2 separate regions of the Gasterosteus aculeatus genome follow, and region 1 is linked to region 2. Evidence: chromatin contacts called from public Hi-C data. All regions are on one chromosome and are shown on one strand. The core of a region is the stretch at or near the end of the contact, and the rest is flanking DNA. Distances in the headings are between cores, read along the strand shown. Region 1 holds the start of emid1 (EMI domain containing 1). Region 2 overlaps emid1 (EMI domain containing 1).

Region 1 (6,953 bases), core at 2,152-4,651, 37 kb before region 2:
ACTACACCCAGGCAGCTGAAGACATGTGGGCTCACCTGATAGACCTGCAGCCTCAGACAGGTATGCTTTGGCTGCATTTGTCTATCTTGCTTCTCAATTCATTTCAACGAAAGAAATAGACACGTTACTTTCCCGCCTATGACATTGAGTGAGTGCTCAAGAGCATTCCAGGCTATAATATTTGCTTTTTTCAAAAGTACAAACTATTCCATACGGTCTAAGAGGTGTTTACTCTCTTGGCCACCATGCTGCCATGTGTTTCTTCTTTAATGGCCTTTAACACCCTCATATACCTCAGGTGAATCTGGTGGAGCCATTGGTAGGGATGATTTCATCAGCCAGGTGGCCCGCGACATTCAGAACAAGCTGCCCAAGTTATTTGACATGGACGTGATCTCCAAAAGGTTTGGAACCGACATTTCCCCAACCGCAGTGGTGCTGCTTCAAGAACTGGAGCGCTTCAACAAGCTGGTGGTCCGCATGCAGCTCTCTCTGGCTGAGATGCAGAGGGTGAGAAGGAGGGACGGAGGACAACAACATATTAGGAAATAGAAACCGATATGGGTTGCATATCTGATTGTCTTGTGTCCCGTAGGCCTTGGCTGGTGAGGTGGGCATGAGCAGTGAGTTGGATGAGGTTGCTCGTGCACTTTTTAATGGTCTTATCCCTGCCATTTGGAAGAAATTGGCACCTGACACTCTCAAGTCCCTTGGCAACTGGATGAGCCATTTCAAGAGGCGCTATGAACAGTATAGGAACTGGGTGAGAACAGACACACATTGTCACGGCTAACCTCTTACATGTCGCCCTTATGTCTACTGGCATTAAAAAGTAGAGAAAGCATCTTCCTGTCTGATGTGTCTGTGCATTTTTTACCCACTAGGTGGATGAGGGAGAGCCTAAGGTCATGTGGCTATCAGGACTTCATATCCCAGAGTCCTACCTGACAGCACTGGTCCAAGCTGCGTGCAGAAAAAATGGTTGGCCTCTAGATCTTTCCACACTGTACACACAGGTGTCCCAGTACCGCAGTGAGGACGAAGTCAGCGACCGGCCTGGACAGGGTAATGAAATAAGAACTACCCATTTGTAACGTAATCAGTGGTTAGTTATAGAGACTGATGGTGTTTTCCACTGCAGGCTGCTTTGTGTCCGGCCTGTATCTGCAGGGGGCGGACTGGGACATGGAGAAGGGCTGCCTGGTGAAGAGTATACCAAAGGTTCTGCTGGTCGAACTCCCCATTCTCAAAGTCATCCCCATAGAGGCGCACCGCCTGAGGCTACAGGTGTGGGCCGCTGGCACTGCAGACCTCCAAACATATAATAACTTCACTGATTCCATTTTTTCCCCCTAACTGTCATGCGTGTTTTGTACCGCAGAATAGCATACGGACACCAGTGTACACCACGTCCCTGCGGAGGAATGCGATGGGTGTGGGGTTGGTCTTTGAGGCGGACCTGTCCACCACCGTGCACATCTCTCACTGGGTGCTCCAGGGAGTCTGTTTGTGCCTCAACGCCGACTGAGGACCTCGCTCAGTCAACTCAGCTGGTTTGCTTTCACGCAGTCTGTTCCAACACGTTGATCAATAACATGGATTTCTGCTTCTTTAGAGAGTTTGCGAGAAAAACCCGCGGGTACGTCCGATTAACAGGTAGATTAGATGAAACCAATAAGTTATGATGAAAGATTATACATATTTAAAAAAAGATGAATTGATAGGCACAAAAGAAAAGTACGTTGGACTTGTTTTCCACTTCAGGGCCTTCATTATTTTCTCACTAGATGGCAGCACACAGCAGTAATGAACCCGTCAGTCGGGGCAGAAGCTCCAGGCATTTGTCTTCAGCGTAACAGTGAGCAAAGTACCAATACGCTCTAGTGGGTCAGGATCTGTCTGTCCTTAAAGGATACTACTTGTATCTAATTAAATAAATGTTTGCTGTTAATGTTAAATAAACGTGTTTAATGTTTAAGAACTCTGTTCATTCCTTTAAGGTAAGTAGATGCTGAGTATTTCTTTTGAGGCTGTAAAAAGAACATAATCTGACGCATACAGTGGAAAATGTGCCGTTGACCAAAAGCTGCTGAAGTTTTCCACTTACTGCCGGATAGGCAGCGTGCTTCACTCTAACGTTTAATAAACGAATCTAGTGCAGCACCACGTAATCGAGGCTGCTGAAGTCAGCATGGCAAAGCAGGTGGAGTTCGGGCAAAGATATTTTAGCTCTGGCGGTGAGGTCACAGAAACACAGAAATAAAAGGTTTTTGGTGTGCAGCATTCATCATGTACTATATGATGAATGCTGCATGACATGTAGCCTGAGGCGCTCAAGTGCAGATGAAATCAGTGATGTTTAGACTGAACTTACCGGCTGAAATCACCACAAGACAAATAACCACCAACGTACATGTAATATTTTACATTTCCTTCAAAGATGTCTTGTCGTCTTTAACTTGAGCCACTGTCATCAATTGTGGGCCACTCAGACATGTTTATGACCAAGGAATTGTGTTTCACTGTTAAAAAAAAAAGGAAATCATTTCTAATGAACCCACAGATTATTATTATGAGTGAGCTGCAGTGTGCACTGTTGGTACAGTAAATGAGAAGGAAAACCCACAACGAGCAACGTCTCCCACCGCAGATGTCCAAAGTGTGTTCAGCTGCTCATGACTGGAGGGGTTTGTATGAACCCTTATTGATCCAGTCCCTGTTGGCTACATTGGCTACATTGTCAAATACCACCAGTGCCCTGAAACAAAAAACTCTCACTGCTCATTTCCCCCCCAATACCAAACACTTTCTGTTTGCTGTGGTTAAGAGCAGGTGGGCTTACTCGGTCTCATCCCAGTGGACAGCCACTTTCTGTCCATCGTACGGGAGGCGATTAGTGCCGGTGTGAACGCCTCGCCTATGAGTGTCAAAGTGTTAACAAAACCTGTAACTGAGAACCTCACTAGAACTGGTATACAAGCCACCTGCATAAGTGCTCTTTGCTACATGTCGGCCAGCTCAGCCCATGATGGGGCCCTGGAGGCGTAGTCTGCCCCGGGCATGACAGACATCTGGGGCCCTCAGGCTTTGGCTGCGGTTGAAGGCTGCGCTGTGGTTGCCGGCACTGTAAACCCATGTCCCTCGTGCACAGTCCGACGGAGGTTACAGTAACCTCAACTATTCTGCAGCTTTGACAGAAAGAGACAACTGCTCAGCTATGGGACACGAACATCACGGGTGGATGGAGAGACAGCAGGTTAAAACACGGTGGTAACAGTGCAGCTTTATGGGCTTTTATGAGTAATAACAGAGCCATGTCTTGGTTGTGATTGATTTTGTATTAAAATAACAAATGCTCGTCACCGGCAGAGTCCCGGCCGCGCGTTGTCCTCCGTGAGAAACGGGACAGGGTGCAAACGACCCCGCAGGCTGCGCGTTTAAGAGACCCGGGGAGGCTATAAAAGTGGTTTCATGCCCGCTGCAGTAAGAAAGAAAAAAAAAGAGAAAAGAAAAGCTGCGGTGGATACGCGCGCAGACGGAGGCAGGCGGCGCAGAGGAAGGACACGCAATTTAACACCCACGCGCGCGCGATTCGGTGCATATATTCAAGTGTCCGCTCTCTCGTCATAGGTAGAGACAGGCGGGCTTTGCGCGGTGGGGGCTTTCTACAGTGTCACGTCAGGGAGTTCGCAGTCAGGAATACTGAACGCACAGACGGACACGGAGTTTTTTGGACATTCTCTCCACTTCGGTCCACATCGCTGCACGTGCGCTACTGCAGAGACGGGGATGCGCGTCTTTTCCGGCCGCGCCGCAGCCGCTTGACACGTTTAGTCCCACCGCGCTGGAGGGTCTGCGTTCTCACGGGGGGGATCCGGGCTCAGTTGTACTTCTTGCCGACCGCGCTTTGGATGCCACGGAAATGGGACCGCGCCAACGGGAGAGCGTGTCCGCGCCTTGTGGCAAAAGTTTCCTCTGGACCGCGCTGATCCTCTGGGTCGCCACCACGTCAGCCGAGGGGACCTGGAAGACGGGACTTTACAAAACACACTACCCGGTCGGCGGCCAGGCTGCAGCCTCTCACACCTCCGTCTATCAGAAAAGGTACGTCCTCTACTCATTGGAACACGCAGACCTCTGTACTGTGTGTTACTCCTCGGTTGTGTCATGTGTTACAGCTACACAACAACCCCCTTTTTTGCCTCAGTCTTATTTTGACATCTTCCCAATCTCAGTTTCGGATGTCCTCTGCAGAGCTACTCCCACCGACATCCATCCACCAGGTCCTATTGTCTTCCTGGCACTTTGTTTCCTTTTTCCTGTGCTCACACTATTCTGCTGAGTCCACTCTTCCTTGTTGTCCCCATCCACACACCCTCTTCCTCTCTCTCTCTCTCTCTCTCTCTGCGGGGCTCCAGTGGGCCCCCCGTCCCCCATGCACTGTTTCTGAGGTGTGTTGTGCTCCTGAACTCCGCTGCTGGAGATGTCAGGACGCTCCTCAAAGTACCACAAGTGTGTTAGACGGGGAGGTGAAGACATTGGTGGCTGTAATAAAAACGCACAAGCTTGATTGGAATAGCCATGCACATAGTCCATTGAAAGAAAAGGGGGGGGGTGAGAGACGGTCCCGTGATATGATTTGTCCCCTGTGTGTCCGACACAGAGTTACTTAACCCCCATGAGAGCGATAACCAGCCGTGCCCCCCCCCTCCTGGACAGAGCCGGCCAAAGATGAGTGCACGTGTCCCATATTACACTCGTACGCTGTCAGCCCGAGAGCCGGTGCAGATCACGGTGTGTGGGCCGAACGGGGGGGGGCTGAACCCTCACGGTGTGTCCAGGTGGCTTCCTGCACTCCCGTCCTCGCCCCACTGGCTCGCCTCTACGCTCAAACCCCCGCCCCCCCTGCTCCTCCCGCCTCCCCCCTTGTCCCCCACGGCCAGAGGTTTTGATGACATGTTTGCTAAACACAAGCAGCTGGGACTCTGTTCTGGGAATGGGAGATTAGTTTACTGTGGGCGTGCTGCTGTTTGTAAGCGACAAGTGGAGGAATGTCGGGATGGACGGAGGCGGGGAGGTCGGCGGGTTTGAGGTGACGGGGGGGGGGGGGGGGGGGGGAGAAGGGTCCGGGTCTCCACCTGCTGTCTGACCGGCTGAGTGGAAGCAGCGGCTTGTGGAGCGTCAGGAAAGGCGAGCAGCAAGCGGTGGGCCGGCGTTGAGCAGAAGGCCTCCCTCTCGCTAGCGGCTTGACACTGACTGACGGGAACTTGACTTGCTCCAAAGCAGACCGGGATTCTGTCGAGGGGCAAACCTTCGCTAAGAACGCCCTCCCTCACCCGGCTTGTCTTCACACAGCGATTACCCAAATCAAAGGGGATTAACAACTCTCGGGTAATTTGGCATCCGCTCTGTCGTGGAGCTGATAAAGTGTTCCTCCACCCGTGTCCTTCTTAGCGACTCTGAGCTGCTTCTTCATTTCTTGCCTGGCTCGCTTCTTTATCCTCCCTCGGAGGACTTGTCATGGTCTGACAGGCAGTCTGAACCCGGGGCCACTCTCATTCTTCACACATCTTAACCATATCCACGTTTTCCTTAAGCATGGGAATGAAGATGACAGACATTCCAGTAGGTTGAGCCCTGTGTGGCTCAGGGCTCAATGGCTTTTAGATTTCAAATAACTTTAAACAACGTACGTGCTGAAAATTGTTCATTATTGTTAAGAAGCCGCGACCAATTGCGCATCCAATCGCTTGTGGCTGAACCGCTAATCGGCAGAGAGCAGAAGATGCATCATTTAATGAAGCTAATATTTTTTCAAATTTGATTTGATTGTTGGTGCGATATAATGAATGTCTTCAGTTGAGGGAAATTTCCTTTGCACTTCTTGCGGGAAACACTTAAAGATGCACGCAGCCGTGACACACAGAGACACTCGGACCTCACAGGTGTCCACTTCTGAAAGCTCCAAACAGACAAAGACAAATGAGAGTTGCCCTCGTTCGTGTGAGGCCGCTGGGAAGAGTCGCTGTGGTGCTTTGCTTATGGAAAACACATGGCAACTTTAAACCGACCCCTTTTCTCTATTAATACATCATTCGATACTTCTTCACATTCTTAAACATTCGTGTGAACTACTCTTGTCTTCTTTCTGTTTTATTTTGAGAAGCTGCAGAGAATGGCCCCGTGATTGCTCATTCATTTCACTCTGGATGCTGAATTTGTCATTTTTCGCTGCGCCACATACATCATGCACCTCCTCCATGTCCCGTGGGAGCAGCAGTGCTTCATAATTGTCTTTCCTTCCATGTCCCCGTTCCCATCGGAAGCACCCTTGTGTGAGCCTCATGAGAAAATAACCTTTTGTCTCCTCCTCTTCTCGCCGTATGTCTGGACCCTTACCGCATCTGTCTTTTGTCCTTTGTTCTCCTCGAGCATTTTTTTCTTCCCCCCCAGGCCAAAAAAATGTAGAGAAATTCCTTTAGATTTCTATGCATGCTGGATCGCTAACATTTCCCTGAGTGCTCTTCCCCCCACAGCACACGGATGGATGTGCAGATGCAAAGTGAGGAGCTGCTTTCACCAGTATTTATCCTGTCAGTTCACACGGCTCCCATCCTCGTCCTCCGCGCGCCGTCCACTGCAGAAAGCGCTCAGTGTAGTGGTGAAAGATGCACCCTACATAGTGTACAAGGCCAAATGAGGGCGACTGGGATACAGCATACCTGCTTTTTTTTTTCATAGTTCATAGTCTCAGCATTAGTTTTTATTTCCCTCCAATGTTTTACCGCCTTGGCGTCCGTAGCGTCGAGGAACAGATGGGCCAAAGCTCTGATTCTTCCGTCCTTTTAAAGATTTCTTTCATAACTGTTGGCTGTGACTGTGAGCAACGGTTGATGATTTATTTAGCTTGGGCCGGGCGTTCGTTGTGCCATGTGTGCTCAGAGACCTGATAC
Region 2 (7,196 bases), core at 735-3,234:
TCAGTACATAAACAGAGAGGTGATGAGTCTGGGTCCGTCGGAGGGCAGGAGGTGATGTTTATGGTGCAGCATTACATCACGCCCACATTGGTGGGTGTTCTTTTTTTTTTCCCCTCCTTGAAAAAATGTCTGGAGGAGGAGGAACACTTTTACAACCACCCCATATGGACCAGCTACGGGCTTTTACTCTCCTCACACACACATGTCCAAAAGCTAATATGTGTACGCAGGAAGCATTTCATTTTCTATGAACCAGTGCCAGTAACACTTTGTAGAGGTCAGCGGTGCTTATTTGAGTTTCCGCAAATGATCCCTAAATCAGTTCCCAGCCCCGGACCGTTAAAGATCATCCTTCTCATTTAAATTACAACAAAGTCTCCCAGTTAATACACTTCTTCTCTGTCCAGCTGCTTAGTTTACTTCACATATGCACATACATACTTAATATATAGTGACACACACGCAATCCTGCCAGACCTTATTGTGTTGTATCATTCAGTGCTCTATCTAATCGTTTTCCTCACTGGTCATAGCGTATCCTCCTATAATCACATTATCCCTTCTGATCATATATCTTAACATACCTCTCACGACAGTGATGTGTCTGTCATTTCTCTTCTCAGGCCCTCGTGGTCCACAAGGACTCCCAGGGGAAAGGGGTCTTCCAGGCCCGCCTGGCCCTCCGGGGCCTCCAGCTGAGGCCAGTGCCCACATCCCAGATCCGGACCAGAGTAAGACCTCGGACAAGTAACGGACGTCGTACAGCGTCCACGACAACAGTTCAAAAAATACCTGAAAATAAAGTGTTAAAAATGTATTTAAGTTAAGTCAACTCTCCCACTAACATTGTGCTGCTAATAGCAGCTAAACACAAGCTGAAAGTCTCAAGCAGAGATGAGGAGGCAGCTACAGAGGTCTGCTTTCTACCTCCACCACACGCCTTTTATTTTCATACTGCTGATACGGTCTAAAGTAACATCACTAGAGGCTTCATGCTACTTTATACAGCGGTACTCCCAAACACCTGTAAACAGACTTCAATAAGTAAAAGCAATGCAATTTTCTTGCTGTATATTTCATTTTGAAATCAGTTTACCATGAATGAGTGCGTGTACACTGATCAAATCCACGCCTTTGTTCTGCGGCTGCCCGCCGATGTTTTACAGACCCCAAACCCTTGATATTCATGCATCCCTAGCAGGCTCACAGACATGTTCTCTCCGGCTGCATAATGGCTTTCAGAAGTTTTATGACTACTGATAAACAAAGGAAACACAGTGAATGAGAAACAGACAGGATGGCGGTAATCCTCTAACAGCTACTCGCTCCTCATTGTCTACCAGCCAGCCAGAGGAGCGTCAAAGTGTTTCAAACGAAGGCAGAGACGGTCCGAGATCCACTCGGACGTCACATGCTTTGATGAGACCCTGTCCATCACTGATGTCACTCAACAACTTCCAGATGTGGGCAGCTCACACAGCTGAAGGGACGTGTGAGAAACAGATGGAGGCCTTCTCAACGCCTCTGCTTTTTAAAATGTGGCTTCAGTGGTAAAGCAAAGAATTCGGCGCGCGTATATTTTTAAAGCTCTGGCTCTCTGCGTGGAGAAAGCTGTGGGCTCGTCGCGGTGGCCACGATCGCTTCCGAGACTGCGAGCCATTTCTTTCGCATCAAAGTAACAGTAGGAGACGTTTTGAGCTTCCTTTGGAAAACACCGGCTTATTTGGCTTTTGCGTGTGCATCAGGAGGTTGGAATTCCCTTCAGCCGAACAGGAGAGGGCTCCTGTCCAGCAGCCAGAACGTAGTATTGAGGCGCAGCGCTGATGTTTGAACATCCTCCACACGTTGTTATGTCACGTTAAGTAGAGAGTAGAAAGAGACAGAGAGAGCGGCCGGGTTTTTGGATGTCAACTCTGGTTGAGATCTGGCAGCGATGTGCGACGTTCTGGCAGCTGGAAGATGTTTCAGGATGTCAGCTCTCCTCCTCCTCCTCCTCCTCCTCATCCTCCTCCTCCTCTCTGAGTCTCCTGACTCACGCTGTGATTGGATTTGTGTTTCCTACCCGTCTAAAATGGCCCAATGGCCGCACACTTCCTCTATTGCTCAAACGTTTACCACCATCTCAGTGAGGTGAAGACGTCCAGTCAGCGTTGTTACACAGCGGATTCGAAATTCCAATGTTTTTAATGGATGAGAAACACAGATCTGCTACTGAAAGGGCTTTTGGAGGCATTTTAGTGTAGTTTACCAACCTGTTGAAGTCATTAGGGTCGTAGTTTTTGTGTTTGTTGGAGGATACTGCCCTCTGGAGGTTATAATAAAGATCACCCTCCTTTCCCTGAGTCTGGCTTCTCAATCCGCCTCATTCAGTTGGATTACCCTGTGGAATAATTTACTGCAGGAATGCAGTGACTTCTCTGGTGCGGACAGCAGGACTCGAGGCCTTCTCAGACCGAGCGCGACAGCGGCACCACTGCGCTGTGAAAAAACATTATTTCAAAAGGATTGTGCCTCGCTCTGCAGCTTTTTGTAGCGTTGAGAAAAGCCCTGAGCTCAAACTATGTTGTGTTAAAAAAAAAAAAGCAGTCATAGAGCAACATAAAACCAAAGTAAAACATCACACACAGGAAAAGCTTTGAGGTTCAGGTCTGTTAAATCACAAACGCAACCGTGGGAACATCTCACCACAGACTTCTTCAGACAGCACTTTCTCTCAGGCGTCATACAAACGCCTCATCAACTAAAACTATCAACATTACATCACATGTCATTTAGCTGACGTTTTTATCCAAAGCGACTTACAATAAGTGCATTTCAACCATAAGGATACAAACCCAGAAGAACAAGAAACAAGAAATTGCAATTTCATCAAGTAAGCCGATTAACAACTTGCTATAGATAAGAGCCATTATAAGTACAAATTAAGTGCTACAATTTGTTTAGTGTTTTTAGACCTAATCCTGAAGATTAACATCAGCAAATTACATCCATTTCATTGGTGGAGCTTGTTTGAGGTAAAGCATCACATGAATTGCCGCAAACAATATTTTCATGTCATGGCAGTGTGTTTCGTATTCGTCGACAATCATTGAAACCCGTAACTACAGCCGGGTTTGAGTTCCAACGATTCCCTTAAGGGCTACATGAAATAAACATAGTTGATAAATGTTAAATGTGTACAACTGTAAAGTAACTCAAGCAATTTCTTTCAACCCGAGGTCGCGGAAAAGACCTCTTGTTCAGCAACACTTTCCATGACTCCAGAGGGTCGCCTGTTCCAGGACCTCAGGGCCCCCCCGGGCCGCTCGGTGAGTGTTTATCCCTGCACTGCACACAACTCGACACTTTTTGGTATTTGTGGTATTTATCTTTAACCAGGTGACCAAGTACAAAATATTCCTTTAGACAATTGATTTTTTTTACTCGACAACACAACAACACAATGCGCAAAACACAACTAAACCTCAACTCCCCCTCCATCATTGGGGTGCTAACATGAGTCTTTTTTTAAACTATTTCTTAGGCCCACCAGGTCCCAGAGGCCCGGCAGGACCTGTTGGCCCATCAGGACAGAATGTAAGCTCACTCACTACAGCGTTGTGCTGCACTTACCGAGTTTAGCGCCATCAGATCGGTCGCTCGTCCAATGCAATCGATGTCATCTCTCCACTTCCTGACTCAATACAGGGGAAATCTGGAGCTCCTGGACCGCAGGGCCCTGTGGGTCCAAAGGGAGATCGCGGGGAGAGAGTGAGCACACCCGCAACTCTATGAAAATTCAGTAGGTTTTCCTCATCTACTCGACATCCTTGAACAGCACGCCTTTGTTTTTTTCAGGGCCCTCTAGGTTACCAAGGAGAGAGGGGCTTCAGGGGCGAGTCGGTAAGCTTCCTCCACGATTTTGGCCTGAGTAAACCAGCGTGTGGGGGGGAAACATCAACACATGTCATCGCTGGTTACAGTACTGTAAACTACGCTAACCAGCAGCGCTGCAGATCACACCGACCTGCGACAACGCAGTCGCAGAGAGGAGGAGCTCATTCTGTTGAAGTAAACGGCGGCAACGCTTTCAGCGGATTGTTCTGATGTCATATTTTTATTCTGTTTTGAATATTTCTTTCAGGGAGCACCAGGTCCCAAGGGACAGCCAGGAGAGAAGGGCTTGCCGGTAAGAAAGTAGTCAGTGGTACTTCTCAGCTGTCATGGTGATACAGGGGAGGAGAGTTTTGCTTTAAGTTTAAAGATTTAACAAAACATTCCCTCGTTCAATAATTCCCCTGTGTCTGTCTAACCCTTATTTTTCTTTTACATCTTTCTCATTTTAAAGAGCAATCTAAATGTAAGATATCTTTAATTTATGTCATCTTGTGTTCACTTTGCGATGCAATTATTCTATTCTGTGACCTAAAGCGCAAGTCTAACCATGACCTCCATCCCAGGTCATGATCATTATCTTTTTACAATCACTGTATTGCTACGGTCGGCCACAAAGTGGTTTTCATCTCATTCTCTCCTGAGAAAGTGTGTGTTTCACGTTGTTGTTTCTGTTTGAGTCCCTGTGATTTTAGCCGTTGCCGTGTGTGACTTTGTGTGTGGAACCGTGTTAATGTGTTTTTGTTTTTGTTGGTCCTCGGGGTGTGCTCTGGACTGCTGTCCCTTGTCACGACTCTGTCGTCTCCACCCTAAAGCTGCCTGACTTCCTCTGCAAGCTTCTGTCCCCATGGCTACCTTTCACAGTCACCTTTTCAGCACCTGACTTTGGCATATACATACAAATAAGCAAAAAACAATAGCAATCTCTTAACGGCACCAGCTTTGACTGAGTGAATCAATGTAGAATGTAGAAATCCCAAATTCCGCTGTATTTGTACTTTAAGATGTACACAGAGCAAATGTGTGAAATGTATATGCCAAATCCCTCCATGTGTGTCGGTGGTGGGTCCTGTTGGGTTTAGAGGGTTTGTGCTCTGATGTGAGTGGAGAAGATACAGCTATACTATTTCATCCCATAATGCAACCCTGCATGATTTCCCCACCAAGTACCACGGAAACCTTCTTTCCAAAGTCAACTATAAAATGCATCTAATGAGGAAAGTAACACAGGGCGGTTAAAAAAGAAGTAAGGCAAAGTATCTCAAAATCCTACAGTTTATTTGGAGATTCATCCTCTGACGAAAGGGAGTCTACCACCATGCTGGTGTCTGTTAGGCTTTAAGTTGGGTGTTAATGTGCACGCTACACACAAAGTACTGTGGCTGTGGTTGATGAGAATGTCATTAGTTTATGACCAGAGAGGTGAAAGTATCTCAGTACTAATCATCCCGTGGGCATCGTCATAAATGTCTAGTCAGTCATTTCATGGCAAATCCTGGCAACGACTCAACCTAAAGAAGAGATGCATCCACCCAACAAACTAAGCCACACTGCCAGCATTAAAGTAACATGTCATCAGTTATTTCAGGACCCGAAACTTTGCCTTTTTTCTCCCAATAAAGTCTGCCGTTGGTTTCCTACTAATAAAGGCATTTCACTCACCTACGCACCAACCGCTTCGTCTCTCTCTGCATGCTTTGATTCTTTTAGCTCGCTCTCTGCCTGCTTTACTTCTCTCGTCCGACTCATTTCATCCCGTCTCAAGATGCGCCTCATGAAGCCACTGCCTCATCTTTTATTAAACGACAAATCAATTAGATTTAATTAGTGTAAATCTACGCTGGCTTCATTGTGTCCAGCAACATGGGATCATTTTAGTGACCACGGCGTTGAAAGCTGTGGTGCTGTAGAAATAACTGCCTGGCTTAAGTGCTCCTCAACGAAAAAAAAAAAAAAGAATGCAGATGGCATGATCCAATCTAAATCCTGGTTTAATGGGATCCTGCTGTGTTATGTCACCAACATGGGGCTGGTCTGTAACGTGCATGCCGATGTTCTCCGGCCCAGCATGGCAGCGGCTGAGCTCATACAGCGGCATGGCCAGAGAATGAGAGAAATACGGGGAACAGATATGTCTCAGAGCGCCGTGCAGATATGTGGACTGTTTTAACCTTCTAACTGCTGAATTGTACTGAGAGACATAATGACTTGCATCCTGGCGAGCAGTCCTTTTGCCTGTGCTCCTTACCTTGACGGCTGTATCTATCTTCACAGGGGGACGGCATACATCAGATCAGAGAGGCGCTGAAGATCTTAGCCGAGCGGGTTTTAATCCTTGAGACTATGATCGGTATTCATGGTGAGTAGGGGGCCTGAGGCTAGGTCAGCTTTAGGCAGGGGTCAAAGGTGGTGGGGGGCAGTAAACTGTCACTGTACCTCACCGCTGGGACAGGGAGTGGGAACAGTCGCGAGCAGCCCCGGGACTCAGGCCGGTGTTTCCAACCCCCCTCACACGGTCCCCCCTGTTGCTGCTCTCTGATAGGACATTAGCTTGCAGATGTTCCACGACTTGCAGGCAGACCTCGAGCTTCTGGCTCGCAGGGTGACACTACTGGAGGCTATCATCTGGCCAGGTAACGCTGAGACATCCTCACCCACAGCTCTGCCAGCCCTCACTCACCTTTTTTACGAGGTCAAATGATCACATGATAGCAGCATAGAATTGATCATTTATCCCTAAACTGCTGCATGTTGATCTAGTCGCTGAAAAAAGTAGATGTCTTCTTATGTATGAATTGTTTTGGTTCTGGCAAAGATATTTGAAAGGCCCTGAAACACTATTTACATGATCACATGTGTTATTTCACAGGGAATTTGCTGTTGTGCATTTATCTTTGCTCTTCTTGCGGGTTAATGTCACAAACTTCCAAGCTCCAATAAGGATGGAGCAACATTTGAAAATAAATCAGATAAAGGTTCATTTATTTGGTTTCTGATGTCACCAGAACCATCAATCCCATGTGATCAAACCACAGTCCTGCTGAAGCACATCGGCTGAGTGTTAAACTCCTAATGAACCCAACGATTTATTTTAACATTGATTATTTGATTTGATATTGTTTTACGGGCTATAATTATTTGTATAATAACTGAGTGTGTATGTGTATCAATGAATGTTTAGTATGTTAGTCTAGCAATAGTGCTGCAATGAGAAGTCAATAAAACAATTATTCAAATGACAGATAATCATTTTTGAAAACCACTGAATTGTTAAGTTATTTATGCAGGAAGAAATTGCCTTCAAAAATTTTATTTTGGCTTCT

What was found. Hi-C and Micro-C count contacts between places; a contact is called where the count stands out from the background.
Region 1: a Hi-C map of skeletal muscle shows a contact between it and region 2, with 6 times the contacts expected there. The contact joins the promoter of emid1 here to the enhancer-like site in region 2. A contact is called at or near these places in 4 of 6 Hi-C or Micro-C datasets (skeletal muscle, tail fin and whole body).

The regions. Positions count from the first base shown.
Region 1 is chr13:10,482,678-10,489,630 of fGasAcu3.hap1.1, reverse strand. emid1 (EMI domain containing 1) reads left to right here and starts at 3,401. Exons shown (of 16, transcript XR_013451976.1): 1 at 3,401-4,104. It overlaps dnah10 (dynein axonemal heavy chain 10), which reads left to right. Exons shown (of 78, transcript XM_040195657.2): 73 at 1-60; 74 at 299-510; 75 at 596-763; 76 at 885-1,065; 77 at 1,142-1,287; 78 at 1,382-1,978. The coding sequence ends at 1,528.
Region 2 is chr13:10,444,014-10,451,209 of fGasAcu3.hap1.1, reverse strand. emid1 (EMI domain containing 1) reads left to right here. Exons shown (of 16, transcript XR_013451976.1): 9 at 624-731; 10 at 3,219-3,308; 11 at 3,524-3,576; 12 at 3,688-3,750; 13 at 3,838-3,882; 14 at 4,124-4,168; 15 at 6,148-6,506. Among protein-coding and RNA genes, the nearest start is that of ewsr1b, 8.2 kb to the right of the region's middle. Within about 2 kb of position 1,984, at least 1 of the 9 cell types and tissues checked has open chromatin away from gene starts, as enhancers often do.